Regions from separate parts of the Ovis aries genome. Here region 2 is linked to region 1. The links are chromatin contacts, called in public Hi-C maps. All regions are on one chromosome and are shown on one strand. Each heading gives the region's core, a stretch centred on a gene start, on an enhancer-like site or on the middle of the called end of the contact. The rest is flanking DNA. Distances are from core to core; before and after follow the strand shown. Region 1 holds the start of NUB1 (negative regulator of ubiquitin like proteins 1). Region 2 overlaps PRKAG2 (protein kinase AMP-activated non-catalytic subunit gamma 2).

Evidence for each region. A called contact is a pair of places that touch in the nucleus more often than the background predicts.
Region 2: a contact with region 1 is called in a Hi-C map of tail adipose tissue, with 5 times the contacts expected there. The contact joins the enhancer-like site here to the promoter of NUB1 in region 1. A contact is called at or near these places in 3 of 16 Hi-C or Micro-C datasets (hypothalamus, retroperitoneal adipose tissue and tail adipose tissue).

The regions. Positions count from the first base shown.
Region 1 is chr4:115,513,151-115,516,029 of ARS-UI_Ramb_v3.0, reverse strand. It overlaps NUB1 (negative regulator of ubiquitin like proteins 1), which reads right to left and starts at 1,360. Exons shown (of 14, transcript XM_027969027.2): 1 at 1,325-1,360.
Region 2 is chr4:115,899,840-115,902,730 of ARS-UI_Ramb_v3.0, reverse strand. The region is part of intron 3 of PRKAG2 (protein kinase AMP-activated non-catalytic subunit gamma 2); the gene reads left to right. Among named protein-coding and RNA genes, the nearest start is that of PRKAG2, 120 kb to the left of the region's middle. Within about 2 kb of position 1,585, at least 12 of the 54 cell types and tissues checked have an H3K27ac peak or open chromatin away from gene starts, as enhancers often do. A contact at or near this core is called in tail adipose tissue, where this site is marked.

The DNA of each region.
Region 1 (2,879 bases), core at 111-2,610:
GAAGCCAAGCCATTTTAGAAGGCTGAATGCACAGCCCTCTGTAATCCAAGTAACTACCAAGCGGAAGTCTCAAAGGATTTCCTAAACCTAGTGTGTGGCCCACACTCCTGCTGCTGCTGCTGCTGCTGCTAAGTCGCTTCAGTCGTGTCCGACTCTGTGCGACTCCATAGACCGCAGCCCACCAGGCTCCCCCGTCCCTAGGATTCTCCAGGCGAGAATACTGGAGTGGGTTGCCATTTCCTTCTCCAATGCAGGAAAGTGAAAAGTGAAAGTTATGTTGTTCAGTCGTGTCTGACTCCTAGTGACCCCATGGACTGCAGCCTACCAGGCTTCTCCATCCATGGGATTTTCCAGGCAAGAGTACTGGAGTGGGGTGCCATTGCCTTCTCCTCGTCCACACTCCGCCCACCAGCAAATACACAGCAAGGAGGGTCTCCAGTCCACCACTTAATGTTTGAAAAAAAGATTAAACCATTGTCTTAAAACTTACAAAACCACTCATGGGCAACAACAACAACAAAAAAAACGAGGATATGTATTTTAACTCAAATCAAAAGGGAAACGGTTTAATAAGTCAGTTTTCAACGTTAATTGGAAAACTGAAAGTTTCAGGCTTGCTACACAATGTTCCGTGTCACAGTCCCCGTCAAAAAGCAGAAATTCATTAATACCCATGCTGTAAACCGAAAGTGAAAGGGTATAAATCATTCCTGTAACATTTCGCTTTCATTTTTTAAATAAATCGATCTACGCTGCCTTTATCCAGAGGTTTTCAAACATATACAAACACACATATACTTATTCAAAATACAGTACTTTTCCCTCTTACACTATTACAAGAATCTTCTATTAAAAAATGAGAGTGTGGGAAGACGTTGAGAAACATACAGAATCTGATCGTCAGGGCTGGAGAAAATAAACCGCGTTTTCTCATTAAACAGGAAAAGAAAATCTGTCTTTGATTGCAAATAAATCCCAAATGGCGTAACAATGTTACGATTCAAGCTTTTTGTATGGCCAGTGAGTAATTTTAACATATACATATGTTTCTCTGCCTCCCTCCAAAAACATTTCAATCTCTCGTTTTAAATACCCACCACCCGCGTCAGCCCAGAGCAAACCCAGGGCCGGGCGAAGGGCCCGGTGCGTCCAGAAGCCCCGACCCGCCGCCCCCGGTCCCGGCCGAGTCTCCGCGCAGGGCGCCCACCTCCGCCGCTGCCCGGGCGGGGTCGGCGTCGGGGTCACGCCTGGGGGGAACTAGGGCGCCGGGCGGCGCGGCTGACACCCGGGTCAAGGACCGGACGCTCGGCCGCCATCTCCTCACCTGCGCCACAGCTGCGCCAGCCGCGACCCGCCGAGTGCCCGGATGCGGCTGCGGCCGCCGTTTATTTTCATTCCGGGTGAGGCCGGCCCCGCCCCCGCCGCCGAGGCCGCCGCCGCCGCCGGGCCGCCCCGCCCCGTCCCCGCGAGGCCGAGAAGCAGGGGTATGGGCGGGGCTAAGAGGGGGCCGGGCGGGGTTGTGGGTAGGCTGTGGGCGGGGCTAAGGCGGGAGAGCTGGACACGGATGGGGCGCAGCTGGGGTGAGAGGCGGGGCGAGGGGGGGCGAGGCGGAAGGGCGGGGCAAGGGTGGGCGGGGCTGGGCAAGGGGCGGGGCTAGAGCCTGGGGCGATCGGATGTGGGCGGGGCAGAGAGGAGAGCGAGAAGGAGCCTGGGCGTTGACCGCCCGGGGGACTTTCCGGGGGTCGGGGGCGGGGCTGGCGGGAAGACTCAGCCCGCAACCCTGGGGACCGCCCGTGAGGACCAAGGCGGTGTTGGGCGGGGCCGCTGTCCCGGCCAAGTTTACCTGACTTCTGAGGAAATTGAGCTTGGCTTCATTCCTTCAGAATCCTCGAAAGAGGCCAGAGCACCTTGGAGCAAGCCCCTTCTCCCCCCACGGCGGGAAAGTCTGGACTTAGTGCAGCTGGGTCCGCCCCCGCCCCCCAACCCCCATCCCACCCCCGGACTGGGTCTAACATGATGACCCCTCTAAAAGTCCAGCTTTTCATCCCTCCGTGCATCACTCGGCCCAGGCCTCCGCTTTGGTGAACTTCCCGGCCCCTTGCCCTCGTACTTCTCTGCTGGTTTTGCTGGCCCTGCTGACCCTGTCTCCACATGCTATTGCTGACAGGACCTCTGGCAATCGGCCTGCTCCCGAAGCGCTTTGCCCACCCCTGTACTCAGTCATCTAAGCCCCTGGCCTGACGCCTGTGTCCTGTGTCTAGGGGAGGACATAAGACAGGCTTGTCTGGAACTAATGGAGCTCAAAGCCCGCTGGTTGAGCACAGGTCATAGCATAGCTTCCAGAGATGGTTAGATCCGCCTTCGGTAGGACCGAATCGAAGAATGGGAAGGCAAGATAGAGCCCATGGCAGAGCCCAGAAACTTCTCGCTCGGATGAGACTGTTGGTTCTTCCATTCCAAACCCAAGGCCCCAGCTCGCTTGGGCAGCACATTAACCAAATCCAAGGCCCATCCTGGGACCTTCTCTAGCACTGTCCTGGGCCCTGCACGTGGCAACTGGCTTCAGCCCTGGGGATCTAGGCAAGCTGCCCAGCCTCCACCTCACCTGGGAAGATAATATCAGTACCCCACCCTCCCGTTTGCCCCTGCACAAACATTCCCTGAAACAAAGTGTTGTGTCTAGAATTACTCCAGGAGCTGCAGACTGTCTGAAAGGGGCTTTGCAAACTCTCTGACACACTCCACAAGGAGAGGGAAGCATGACCCCTCCTCCTGGTGCCCTTCTGCCCCTGGGGGAAGAAGCCTTGGGTGGGATGTGTGCCTAAGTCCATTTTAGGGGAGAGAAATGTGTGCAAGGAGATCAAACCAGTCCATCCTAG
Region 2 (2,891 bases), core at 336-2,835, 390 kb before region 1:
TCATGTATAGATGTGAGAGTTGAACTATAAAGAAAGCTAAGAGCCAAAGAATTGATGCTTTTGAACTGTGGTGTTGGATAAGACTCTTGAGAGTCCCTTGGACTGCAAGGAGATCTAACTAGTCCATCCTAAAGGAAATCAATCCTGAATATTCATTGGAGGGACCAATGTTGAAGCTGAAGCTCTAATACTTTGGCCACCTGATGCTGACTCATTGGAAAAGACCCTGATGCTGGGAAAGATTGAAGGCTGGAGGAGAAGGGGACGACAGAGAATGAGATGGCTGGATGGCATCACCGACTCAATGGACATGAGTTTGGGTGAACTCCAGGAGTTGGTGATGGACAGGGAGGCCTGGCGTGCTGCAGTCCACAGGGTCACAAAGAGTTGGACACGGCTGAGTGACTGAACTGAACTGAATCGGTAAACTCTTCCTATAAAAGGGAAGTGAAAGTTGTTCAGTCCTGCCTGACTCTTTGCGACCCCATGGACTGTAGTCCTCTGTCCAGGCTCCTCTGTCCATGGAATTCTCCAGGCAAAAATTACTGGAGGGGGTAGCTTTTCCCTTCAAGGGGGCTCTTCCCCACCCAGGGATCGAACCCTGGTCTCCCACATTGCAGGCAGATTCTTTACCATCTGAGCCACAAGGGACGCCCCTTGCTATAGTGGCCAGATAGGAAATGTTTTAGGGCTTGTGGATCACCAGGTCTCTGCTGCCACGACTCAGCCGCAGACAAAATGTAAGCTGGGTCCCAGTGAATCCCTATTTGCAGAAGCAGGCGGTTAGCAGGGCTGGCCCCTGTTTTAATGGATGGTGGCCATCTCGGCGTCCCCTTTTCGACCCCTCAGTGCCTCCCCGATCCGCTCGAGTGAAAATCTGGTCTTGCTACGCCCTCCACGCTCTGGCCCTGGGCTGGCTCTGACCGGAGCCTGTACTGCTCACCTGGCCTCCTGCCTGCTGGGTCCTCAAAGGTGCCTGGCTGTCAAGGACCAGCCCCTCAGCCCCTCTGGGCAGCTCTGAGGGTTGTCCCCGCTCCGCGCTTTCTGGGTGGGGGCCCTGGCTGGGTCTTTGTCGCCTCTGCACTTCGCCCTGGCCCAGTCCTCCTCCTCCTGTTGTGGATGTTGATCCTGAGAGCGTCCCTAAAGCACACCCTGCTGCTGTCCATCTCAGGTGTTGCCCCGCCCTCGGCTCTCGCCCTGGTGTCCCACTCGACACTGGCCGTCGGAGGGAAGACAGGGCAGCCTGGATGCGGGGATGAAGAGGTGCATGGGGCTGGAGGCAGGATCCGAGCTCGGGGTGAGGCTGAATGTGAACTGGGAGAAGAGGCAGGCCCCGGGGCTGCCTGTGGCCACTGGTCCCCACGGCCCTGGCCCCGCTGGTTGGTTGCGATCTGGAGTCACACGAGTCCTACCCTGCGCCCGGCTGAGCGAGATCCTCCCTGCTGCGTCCCAGGGCTCAGGGCCCCGTCTTCGGTCCACTGCCCAGGCCAGAGCCCTCTGGATCCAGGCAGCTGCTGAGGTCTGGATCCCGTGGCTCTGCAGACTTCAGAAAAAAACGTGACTCATCCTGCCTGCCCGAAAAGAAAGGAAAAGTATGTGTGGCATCCGAGTTTCCTGAAAAGTTCAGCCAGCGCATGGCAGAGCTATGTGGCCGGTCACCCGCGTGGTCCCCGGAGAGAGTGCCCTCTGCTGGCCACCACGCAGAGAAACGCGGACCAGCCCGCTTGGGTCGGGCTGCAGGGCGCGGCCATCAGTACTGTCATCTGGGAGAAGCTACGCGACAAAAATCTCCTTTCCCTTGGCAAACTGTAGAGCTCTCTGGGTCTCTCAGCGCTGCTCCGCGATGATTCTGTACCACGCAACACAATAAAAGGAGATGCCATCAAACCCTGGATTTTTTTTTTTTTTTAGATAACATTTCTTTTAAATTTTTTTATTTCGGCTGCACCAGGCAACATGCAAGTTCTTAGTTCCCCAACCAGGGATGGATCCAGTCCTCCTTGAACTGGGAGCATGGAGTCTGAACCACTGGACCGCCAGGGAGGTCCCTGCATTCTTGCTCTGACCGCTTCTTTTTTAAAAAATATTAGTCTGTGTATTTATTTTTGGCCGTGCTGGGTCTTCTTTGCCTAGAGGGTTTTTTTCTCTGAGGCAGGCAGGGGCTGCTCGCCAATTGCGGTGTGCGGGCTTCTCACTGCAGTGGCCTCTCTTGTTGGGGAGCAGAGATCGGGGATCAGGAATTGAACCCATGTTCCCTGGTGGCTCAGCTGGTAAAGAATCCACCTGCAATGCGGGAGACCTGGGTATCCACTCAAGTATTTTGGCCTAGAGAATTCTATGGACCATGCAGTCCATGGGGTCGCAAAGAGTCAGACACGACGGAGAGACTTTCGCTTCACTTTCCTGCATTAGCCGGCGAATTCTTTACCACTGAGCCACCAGGGCAGCCCATCTCTGACTATTGCTTAATTTCTCTTTAAAAAATCACGCTTTATTTTGAAAATCTCAGGCTTATATAAAAGTTACAAGAACAGTAGAAAGCGTTCTCCCACCCCTTTCATCTAGATGCCCCAGGGTTAACATTTTGTGACCACATTTGCTTATATCCACTCCCACCTCTCAATAAAATATGTATTTGTGTGTGTCTATATGAAATCTGAACTGTCAAGAGGAAGCTGCGGTTACAATGTCCCCAGCCCCTAAATACTTCGTCTCTTAAAAACAGGGACATTCTTCCAATTGCAGTTTAATTATCAAAACCAGGAAATTAACATCGATACCACTGTCTTTGCTAAGCTGCAGACTGTATTCTCGGTTCACAGATTGTCTCGGTGACGTTTTCAGAAGAGGAAGCCCATGTCACACCCTGTGTTTGGGTGTCCCTTCTCCTC